3 separate regions of the Mus musculus genome follow, and all the other regions are linked to region 2. A link is a contact called in public Hi-C and HiChIP or PLAC-seq data. All regions are on one chromosome and are shown on one strand. The core of a region is the stretch at or near the end of the contact, and the rest is flanking DNA. Distances in the headings are between cores, read along the strand shown. Region 1 overlaps Ankrd45 (ankyrin repeat domain 45). Region 2 has its middle 32 kb from the start of Gm31869. Region 3 has its middle 36 kb from the start of Tex50.

The links. A called contact is a pair of places that touch in the nucleus more often than the background predicts. HiChIP or PLAC-seq counts read pairs in DNA pulled down with a chosen protein or histone mark.
Region 1: a contact with region 2 is called in a BATF HiChIP or PLAC-seq map of CD8 T cells, with 5 read pairs. The contact joins two enhancer-like sites. A contact is called at or near these places in 2 of 15 datasets of contacts at CTCF or cohesin (CD8 T cells and stem cell-derived epiblast-like cells), 2 of 484 Hi-C or Micro-C datasets (nephron progenitors and palatal mesenchyme), 3 of 115 datasets of contacts at active chromatin or transcription factors (CD8 T cells, bone marrow-derived macrophages and embryonic stem cells) and 1 of 9 other capture datasets (embryonic stem cells).
Region 3: a contact with region 2 is called in a Hi-C map of the HPC-7 cell line, with 5 times the contacts expected there. The contact joins two enhancer-like sites. A contact is called at or near these places in 4 of 15 datasets of contacts at CTCF or cohesin (CD8 T cells, large pre-B cells, pro-B cells and 1 more), 31 of 484 Hi-C or Micro-C datasets (the 63-12 cell line, the AML12 cell line, B cells and 18 more), 16 of 115 datasets of contacts at active chromatin or transcription factors (CD8 T cells, Th17 cells, astrocytes and 9 more) and 1 of 9 other capture datasets (embryonic stem cells).

Annotation. Positions count from the first base shown.
Region 1 is chr1:161,169,330-161,172,784 of GRCm38.p6, forward strand. Ankrd45 (ankyrin repeat domain 45) reads left to right here. Exons shown (of 8, transcript NM_001368766.1): 8 at 1-1,178. It also overlaps the pseudogene Gm51252. Among named protein-coding and RNA genes, the nearest start is that of Tex50, 12 kb to the left of the region's middle. Within about 2 kb of position 1,567, at least 46 of the 459 cell types and tissues checked have an H3K27ac peak or open chromatin away from gene starts, as enhancers often do. A contact at or near this core is called in CD8 T cells, where this site is marked.
Region 2 is chr1:161,733,773-161,736,981 of GRCm38.p6, forward strand. No RefSeq gene overlaps it. Among named protein-coding and RNA genes, the nearest start is that of Gm31869, 32 kb to the right of the region's middle. Within about 2 kb of position 1,874, at least 158 of the 459 cell types and tissues checked have an H3K27ac peak or open chromatin away from gene starts, as enhancers often do. A contact at or near this core is called in the AML12 cell line, B cells, CD8 T cells and 10 more, where this site is marked.
Region 3 is chr1:161,194,016-161,197,579 of GRCm38.p6, forward strand. It overlaps the pseudogene Gm6185. Among named protein-coding and RNA genes, the nearest start is that of Tex50, 36 kb to the left of the region's middle. Within about 2 kb of position 2,161, at least 272 of the 459 cell types and tissues checked have an H3K27ac peak or open chromatin away from gene starts, as enhancers often do. A contact at or near this core is called in the AML12 cell line, B cells, CD8 T cells and 10 more, where this site is marked.

The DNA of each region.
Region 1 (3,455 bases), core at 317-2,816, 560 kb before region 2:
TCCTTTTCTAATGAATGCCCCATCGGCTTCTCCTCTTCTTGACCCTCATTGTCAGATCCTCTCAGGATTCCATTAGGATTCTTGGTCGGACAATGGTGGTTCTCCACCCTATGACTATCCCCATCTTCAATATTACAAAGATCCAACCTTTCCTTCTTGGGGACATTTACAGCGCCAGAAGCCTCATTCTGTGTCCTGTGTAACTTAGCCTCATTCGGTGTCCTGTATAATTTACTCACATGCTTCTCTCTCCATGTGAATGAATATAGATCTTTATGAAAGGAAGACATTTTTGTTGAAAATCCTTTATTTTCAACAATTTTGTTGACATCCTTTATGAAAGGAGGCCTCTTTTTTGTTGGGGGCCTTCCTCATACCTAAAGAGCTTGTAAAATAGTAAGTCGGGGAATAGAAGTTGAATTGACGCACTTAGTACTACCTTACTCTCAGTACCTAGAATTGCTTAGTCCTACCTTGTACTCAGAACTCACTCCCTCTTCATTCATTTACGAAGTTGGATTACCATTATAGAAATGCTCCCAACCTTAGCTTATGCCTTGCCTATGTCAGTGTACCACAGACAAGCCATACGCACAGCAAACATTGTGGCTCTCTGTCTGCCCGCTCCCAACTGTGTAGTTCTGAATGTCATGGACCTGGTGGCCCCATGGCATCCTTGTATCTTATTTCAGAGACTCCTTTGATGTGGGGTCTGAATACTTACTTAAATCTGTGTATGTATAACTTCTGTTTTGCTAGAGATGATATCAATTATTACCTATTGTTGCACTGACTTATACGTAGATCAATAGGAGATTTAGATGCCCTTATGCTGTGAGTTTGATGTGATTTCATTAGCTGCATGGTGCTTTCTGACCTTGCATAGACTAATGACTTTTTAAAAAGCACACACTTAACAGTTCAGGAACGCCTCCACAGTATTTGAAAGGGAGGCAATTTAATGTTATGATCAGTTCTAGTTGGTAGTTCTTTAGGTTTTGTGTTTCATTGGTCATAAAAATGTAAAAATATAAAGGTATGGTATTAATGTAACATTAAAATAGCAACTGCTGCCTGTTATCACTGTCATGTAACAAAAGACATTTTAACTCCAAAAAGTAGGGCTACGTGGTGACAGTATGATCCGAATAAATGAAGCTTCATTACAGAATTTTATGTTACACGTTTTCTCATTTTATGCCTCGTATGATAGAACTTTTATCATATGCCAGAACTGACCTAGTGTCTAACTTTTCACGCTCTAGATGTCAAACTGATGTTTTAACATTAAACATTGTAAAAGGGCACAGGTTCGAATCTCCGCCCGCGCGAGCCCCATCCCTGGCCCATGGCCAAGCGGCGTGCGGCTGAGCCGCTCACGTTCCGCGTGCCTTGGAAGCGGCTCCTGCCCAGCGACTTCCCCGAGGAGCCGCCGCTCTGGGTCCCACCGGCTCGGCCCCTCAAGCGCCAGGGGGACGCGGGGGACCAGGGCGGAGCCTGCGTCTGCGCTCCACAAGCGACGCGGCGGCGGGGACCGCATACAGGAGCTGCAGGGTGCAACCTGGAGCCCGAGAGCCACCTCCTGGCGAGCAGGAGGAACACCGGGTCAGCCGGGCGGCGGGAGGCGGCGACAGGGTAGAGAGCGCAGGTAGCAGCAGACGGGTGCACAGCCAGAAGGAAGAGTTTGGGCAGTATAATACATTCCAGTATTGGAGGAGCCCTCTGCCGCCTATTGATCTGGCAGCTCTTGAAGATGTGAGTGCAAACAGCCTGACAGTTTGAGGACAAGAATGAAGGAGTTGAGATTGACGTGGAGTCCTGACAGAAGGATCTGAAGAAATGGGATCACTGAATTTGAGGAGACCTAAAGGAAAAGTTCTTTTCCATACTTGACATGATCCGTTTTTCAAACCTGAAAAATGAGGAAGGGGTTTGGGATAAATAACTACTGAATCTCCTAATGGAGAGCTGTCCAGGGTGTGGTACAGCTGCAGGCAAAATACTTTGTGTCTGCATTTTTAATGAAAAAAAGTTTTGTTCACGCTCTTGACTTTGAAGATGCTTATATTGGAAAAGGAGGTTTTGACAGTTTCAGAGGAAACACTCAGGTCTTCTGAACTTGTTCTGTCAAATGTTCCTTTGCACCACAAAGCTTATTTGTGGTGCATGGAATGAATACGTTTATACAGCTGAGGCTAATAAATTCTTGCTAGTACATCTTATTGGATCCCCTTGGTGGAACAAATAGGAGACGAGTATCGATGCAAAGTTAAAATGTGAGATTGTTTCTGAAAGCTAACCTTGTTTTACAAGAGTGTAAATTTAAACTAGTGAGAACTTCCTTTTGGGTAGCTTGTTTTACCTTTCGCTATTTGCTGTTTATTAAAACAGTACAGGCAACGAATCTAGCCAAACAATGGATAGAGAACAGTAGGAAGCAGCTGCCCGACCCTCCTCCCTTTTCTGAGATGAAAGAAATGATCTGGTCAGTTTACTGATTTTGTTTTGAGGACATTTTTTAATATTACTTTAGACCTGTAGTTCTTAACACTGATAGCACTTTAACCATTTCTGCTCCAGCCCTGGTCCTAGAGAGATGTCATTCAATTATTTGAAGGTGGCTTCACACAAAGGTTTTTGTTTTGTTTTGCACCAATTCTGCACTCATGTATTGTGCAGATCAGGCCAGAACCACTAGACTAGCAGCTTTTCCAGTTTAAGGAGATCACTAGTGTGAGCTGAAGCAATGTCTCTTCATTAGTTTTGTCTGTATCTTGTTATGTTATTTGATTTGTCATTCCTAAGTTATTGTGTTACAGTTTTGTTTTTAATAAAGTACACTGTTTATGTTTGGGAAAAAAGTATTGTAAAAGGCTCACAGTTACTCTAGTGTTCATCTAATATGTTCATCTAATATGTTGTACAGGCAAACCTAATCTCCCATTACAGACACTCCTCCTCTTACTGTGTGGTCCCATCATTTCTAATGTAGCAATGCAAGTTTCTGGTCTCTCTTGAATCCAGGGAGCCCATGACTATAGTTGACAATGGTTCCATGTCTTTTCCAATGCTAGGTTATAAGAGGTTGATTTGGCTTCTGCCTCAGTCTCTTAAGATACTGCCCTAGAAGCCAGTCTGTGGGGAGACAAACAAGGAAAGGAACTGAGGCTCAAGCCTGCAGCTCTGACTGTGCTCTGTTCATCCAGCCATTGCCCAGATCATGAAGGAGACATCTTGGAAATGGAGTCTCCAATCGAGCCCCTGTTTGAAGCTATGTGGAATGGAGACACACTTTCTCTGCTTACCAAAATCACTAACTTCTGAGATAAAGTTCTTGTCTTAAGGGGCACAGTTTTGTATTTATTTTTACACAAAAAATATAACATACGCATGTTAGAACTCAGAAATATGAAGTGGCACAACAGAGCTCAGAATATGTGGCTTTGTCCTGTAAC
Region 2 (3,209 bases), core at 624-3,123:
CACCTGGTAATCAAGACTCCCACCAAGACTCCCACCTAAAACAACACGCACCGGGTGCTTATACAATGTGAGTTTGACACCTTATAGAAAGAGGTTTACGGAGCTACCACCTGCCGGATCTCGCACGGCACAGCGGTTTCGTATGTCCCTCTGCTAAACCTAGTGTGCTCCAGCATATGCTACTGTGTAGTTCCTAAGGACTGCCAGTGACAGGCCAAGTACCTGAAAGTAGTGGGAAATTCTCCTTTGTGAGGTAGGAGCAAGTTTTATACCCTTACAAAATGCAGAAGTCTTGAATAGCTGAGTGGTTAATTACTGTCTCCTCTCCCCCACCCCCCAACCTGGCTGCTCTTTGTCTCTTTCTCTCTTGCCTTCCAACATAGACTCTGCAAGGCATAGGCAGCAAAGATTCGTCAGGGCTGGATTGATGGAGAGTATGATCTCTTGCTCCTTCTCAGCATCAGGTGGGTTTAACTCTTAAAGAAAGAACCACAGTCTGCCCGAGGTGGTCCTGCCATGACTCAGACTCCAAGGAGCGATGTTAAATTGAAATTCTAGAACAGACATGCAAATAGGTTTCCTCTTGAGTGCCCAGCATCCCTGTGTCACCCGTGGGAGTCGCTGGCCGAAACGTAGAATGAGAAGAATCTCAACAAGAAGAAATGCCACAGTGAACTGACAGTGCTCATCGAGGCTATGAAGGTGACGACATACGTCACAACGTGTCATTTACATGCTTGAGGAAAGCATAGCAGCTGCCAGAGGAGGTGCCACCTACGTATTTTCATGAAAAAAAAAAATCACTGGAAGGGGAACCATGAAAGAAAGCTAGACCCCAAGAAACCTTCTGTTTACTGGCTGGCTCTTCACACTCAATGGGCCTCGAAGATGTCACCCGTTCTGGTCAAATGGCTCAGTATCATGAGCTTTCTAATAGGCAAGAGACTTAAAAGCATAATGACAACAACTAACCCACTTGGAAACGCCCTTGTCATGACTAGCTGATCAAATGAAACTCTGAGTCCTTTTCTAGACCGCATCAACAGTGTCACTCACGATGGGCAAAAAGATCTCAACAGTTCACCTTAAAAAAAAAAAAAAAATTACCCATAAGACCCAGAAACCAGCGACTGCTCTAACGCAAGCACTCCGGCACCGGTGGCCTCAGCTGCTTCGTCTTTCTAGTCATAGTGCCCTTTTGAGCAAGGGTCACTCTTACTCCTAAGAGGAAAGTCGATCTGACTCACTTTCAGAAACTGAAAGCACACTGTGTCCACAAGAGCCGGGACGCTTACTGTAAAACCACAAAACCACATCAGAATTCTTCAGCTGCTCAGGAAGGAAAAGAGTCAGTGGGCCGAAAAAAAACCTCATCCAGACTTCTCCACACTTCGCCCTCCAGAGGACTCACGGGCTTTGCTAAGAGACTGGGAGCCAAGAACAGATTTCCGCAGCCAGTGTAGACTGGGCCTCCGGCTTCTGTTACTGAAAACAGGAGACAATGGCCCAAGGCTCCTTCGGGAAGCAGCACAGCTTTGGTTTTATTGACTCTTCCCTCTTTCTTGTCATTTTCTTCCCCAAATATCCATCCCAGGTCTAAATGTCTGTTACTCAGTTAGTTTGTGCTAGCTGGTATGCCGAGATTAAGAGTGGGACTTTGCTCTGGATCGGGTTCTTTCAGGATTCCAATAGGATGCTTTAATAATTTTATTCTATGGTTGTGTGGAGAACAAACCCAGGCTGACACTTTCATTGGTGAGGTAGCAGGAATCATTGACATTAACAAGAAGGATAACGGATTCCTCTTGACTATCCACCCCTCTTCCCTCAACCCTTCCGGTCCACGACTCAGGGGGCAAAATCCGAATCTTGTGATTTCACGGTTTTCTGCTGCCACCTGGTGATGGCTTACAACCAAGCAGTGGTTCTCAATCTTCCTAATGCTGAGACCCTTTTACACAGTTCTTCACACTATGGTGACCACCTCCCAGCCATGAGTGTATTTCGTCGCTATTTCATAAATGTAATTTTGCTACTGTTGTGAATTGTAATGTAAATGCCTGATATGTAGGGTATCCGTGACCCCCCCCCAAGGGGTCGTGACCCACAGGTTGAGAACTAGAGTTTCCGCAGCCTGAATTTCTGCCATCCTCAGGCTGGCACACGGGGAAGACAAAATGGAAGATCCCAGACCACTCTATAAGCACCCTGAACCCCCAGAGGAAGCCTGGTGGCAAGATTATAGGATAACCCTCACCTCTTTTCTCTCTCCTGTGTCTGCTTAGCCCAGGTAGTTACTACAGATGGAGGACGGGTGATAGAGGAGAGCCCAACTCTTCCCCATGCACCTCTAGAGAGACCGCAGAGGAAATCAGAAAAGAAAAGGTCTGGACCTCTAGAAGAACTACAGCAAACTCACTGAGGTCGGAGCAGCAGAAGTCACATTCTGTCCCTGTAATTCTGTCTAGAGTTGGTTTTGAGAAGTGAATCCAGGGCAGGTTGGTGGTAGACAACTATAATCCCAACCCTCAGGAGGCTGAGCCCAAAGGATTGTGAGCAAGCTTACGCTTCATCTCAAGACTCTATCTAGGAAGAAAAGAGCAAGAGTACAGTGTCAAAGAAACATGGGGGCCAGTGAGGTGGCTCTTGGCTCTGTGGGTAAAGGCACTTGGCGCCAAGCCAGATAACCTATCTGATTCCTCAAACCCTCATGGTAGGAAGATAGAACTGACTTCTCCAAGTTTCAAATGCACACCAGGGGACAACACACACACATATAAAAAGATAGATAAGCAAATTTAATTTTAAAAAAATTTTAAAGACATAACCGATTACTTTGTACTTACATTAGGACATATTTTAATATAATCTCCCAAGTGAGTGAGTATTATAATTAGCTAAGTGTATAATTGTGCATATCATTTGTGGGATGAAATGTAGTGTTTTGATCCATGTAAGTATTGTAGAAAGACTCAGTTAACTGATGCTTTATCATCATCCTACCTTGTAGGATGGCCCTTACCTGCTCTTCCATCTTCTGCCTCTCTCAAGCCCCATTGCTTGCTACAGAGTTTAGATATGTAAAAACTGGTCCTTTAGCACATTTGAAACACACAGTACATCCCTACTCAAAGGTTTCCTCTATTTATCTTTAGATTTTAATCACCCTCCTTCTCCCACCTCGATAGACCCTTAATAAAGTGTCTTGC
Region 3 (3,564 bases), core at 911-3,410, 540 kb before region 2:
ACATAGACCAATTGCATCATCCGGCCCAGGTTATCCCTCTAGCTGGGATCAGCATGTATCTCAGTTGGTGGATGCTAAGAGTTGTGCGTGGTCTTAGATCTGAGGGTGAAGGCAAACAACTAATGCATATTGGTAAAACAATCCTAGGGGGACAACAGCCAGATTTGTGTGGCTAATGGTGCCTGGGATGCGGAATACATTCCCCTGACAGGTTTCTAGATGTCTCGTTAGTAGCTAGAGAAGAATGGCAGGAATCAGCACAGCGTGAAGGGGAGACATGAGCCCTGGGGACACATTTGTGGTAGCTGCAAGAGGGGGTGGGGAGGACCAAAAGCATAAGGAAGTGTTGGTGGAAATCAGGTAGATAATTTTAAAATGGCTTATTAGCACGCATTAACCATGTAACGGGCTTAGTTATGCTTTCATGATGTGTTTCAATCGTATCCACTCCTGTTAGTCTCTCCTGTCTCTTTCCCCACACTCCTTGTTCCTCTCTGCAGCCAGCCCTCCTGTCTAATGTCTTTCTGTGTGTGACCTAAGGAGTTTCATTGGGATTGTTTACCAGCGTGTAAGTGGGGGCTCACTTACATCCCTGGGGAAGTCTACATTAAGTAGATTTATCAGACTCTCACAGGGCACTCTGCCTGAGGAAGAACAGGCCCCCTGTTTACAAACCAGAGTGCAGTCAGTAAAAAAACAAAACAACACAGACAAACAAGCCAAAACCCAGATGGTTAACTCACGTTTTTCTTTCTCCCCTTTCTCTCCTTTCTTTTATGTTTAGAGTTACACATAATCATCGGACTCAGCTTTGATGTTTTTGGAAGCACCATATGTGGCTATTGGTGTACGAGAGTCATCCAGATTATATTGACCGACCTCTTTAGCAACACACTGACGAACGTTGTTCTCTGTTTCTCACTGGTGTACATGACGTTTTACCTTGGTAAGGCAAACAAACACAAGAACTGCCATCCTACTAGAGAGCCTGGGAGTCCTGGTTTGCCCTGCTCCTTTCCCCTGCTTCATGTCTTCCTCCTGTCTGTTACCACCCCCCACCCACCCACTTGTGTTTTGTCACATCACCTCTCTGTCAGATCTAGTTCTCTCCTGGCCTCTCATTGTAACCTCATGTCTTTGCGCTCCTATGTCTGGGTACTCTTAGCCCTTTGAGCTCTATTCTCTAACCCTACAGTAAGTCCATGGCAGTGCCCTAGAAGCGGAATCGTCATGGAGTTGTTTCTGTCTGGACTCTTGAGCTGCTCACCCCATAAAATGGGAAAAGTTGGCGGAGAAGTTCCCGAGGGCTTTCCAAGCTCGTCATCCTTCACTCACTAGACTAAAAGGTCCTTTCAAATAGCGATCTTTTCTTGAATCTAGAAGGTGGGAAACGAGAGTGGGGAGATCAAGAGTGCTTGTGTCAGGAAGAGAAGCTGGGGCATCGGGTAAGTTGCAGGAGTAACTGTACCCAGCCCCAGTGGGCCTTCCGTTAGTTCAGTTTTGTAAAATTGGGACTTGAGGTGTTTCAGCTCCCAGGAACCATATTAACTATGACCAAACTGCTTTTGCTCCCCTCATACACTGGAGCAACTTTAACCAATGAAGATCTCAGCCGTCTCTTACACCTCTAGCTAAGGAAAGGCAGTTTTCTTTTTCCTGTAGATATATCGCCACCTAGTGGTTGCTTACTGCCCTGAGCCAGTCAAACTAGCGAAAACATTCACGGAATGCTCGTTTCCTTCAGCTTTATTTCTTTGCTCCTTTGTGAAAGTTTTGTGGATGCCTTACTTCAGTTTTTCCACCTCCCTACCAGACTGTGAGCCTCTTGAATATGAGTGGCGCTCATAGTCAGCTCTTCACTCGATTAGTTTTTCCTCCTTTCAGCCAAGCTTAGAGTTGGTCAAATGCCCGACAGTAATTTAATACGTGCTGATCGAATGAACCAACATTCCTTCTCAATGTGTTTTTGAGTAGACAGAATCCAGATATACTCCGTCAATCAGCAACGTTGGGAAATACTTAGCCTCTTTAAGCTTGTCTCTTCTATACAATCGGTCTAACAATACTCCATTTGTGTAAGGCACTGCATGCATTAATGAAGCTTGCTATGCTTGTGAGCTGCGGCTACCCTAGGGACTGGCAAGAGCTCCTTGTGTACACAGCTCCTCCCACCTCCTTCTGAGTGACAGTTGTTCCTGGAGGGGGGCGGGGCGTGTCTCTCTCCCCAATCCCAGACACTTGTTTTTGAGCCTTTGCCAGCTCCCTACTGTGTTCAAGACAGGGTGGCTCATAAATGCTGGTTCATTTCTTCTTCCTAATAGGAATGGAGGTGTTTGCAGCCAATATTTGGTGTCCCCTTAGACAGATTAAATGGATGATAGCCAAGGGCAGAGTGCCAGGACCGGGTCGCAGAAGGCGTTTCAGCCTCCCTTTCACGTTAGAGGATTCCCAGCCCAGACACACACGTTTTCGAGTTGGGATGGGACTCTCACATAATTAACAATACAAGTTCCTTATTTTCATTTATCAATATAACCAAAAATGTTCCGTCACTTTGGCTCAAGTCATTGAAACACAGACATGGGGCTGGCGAGATGGCTCAGTGGTTAAGAGCACCGACTGCTCTTCTGAAGGTCCCGAGTTCAAATCCCAACAACCACATGGTGGCTCACAACCATCCGTAATGAAATCTGATGCCCTCTTCTGGAGTATCTGAAGACAGCTACAGTGTACTTACATATAATAAATAAATAAATAAATCTTAAAAAAAAAAAGAAATGGAAATTGGTAGTCAGTAACTTTATAAAAAATCAATTTCTTGAATGTGTTCAGAAATATATTTGAAGTCATGCTAAGAACTGATGCAGTTAATTACAAGAATAAGCTTTATTTAAAAAAAAGAAACACAAACATTTGATAAAAATGTGTTTAAAACTCAGCAAGAATATATATGATAATAAATAAATCAAGATCATATACATATGTGTATATATATATATATATATATATATGTATATCAGACAAAAATAAGAACTAGCATGTACTCAAAGAAACTGGAAATAAGAGTTTGACAGTTGTCCCCTATCAAAACATTTGCAGAACTGTTAGCTTTACTCAACTTGATTGTTGAAGTTAAATTCGTTAGGAAAGTGCATATATATATATATATATATATATATATGTATGTATATGTATATGTATGTATATATATATCCAAAGTGAAGTTAAGTGAATAGATAAATGAAAAGAATTTTGATAAGTGGTAGACCAGTGGATTAAAATCAGTACTGTAGTAGTCACAACAGTGGTTAATACTGGAATCACAAGAGTGGCCATCCATTGCCATGCACATATGCCAAGGAACATATCATCTAAGTTAATGCTTGCAATAAGGATGTGAGGTGCTATTCACCCCACTTAACACCTGCTTTGCAGACGTGGGGACATTAATGGAGAAAGGGGAGGTCACATCCCATAAGCATCGTGCTGTGCCCTGTTTGAAAGCTCTTCCACTGCTTGCTTGGATGTTCTTTCTCTTCCTTTCTGTCTACTGTCACCCTGGGC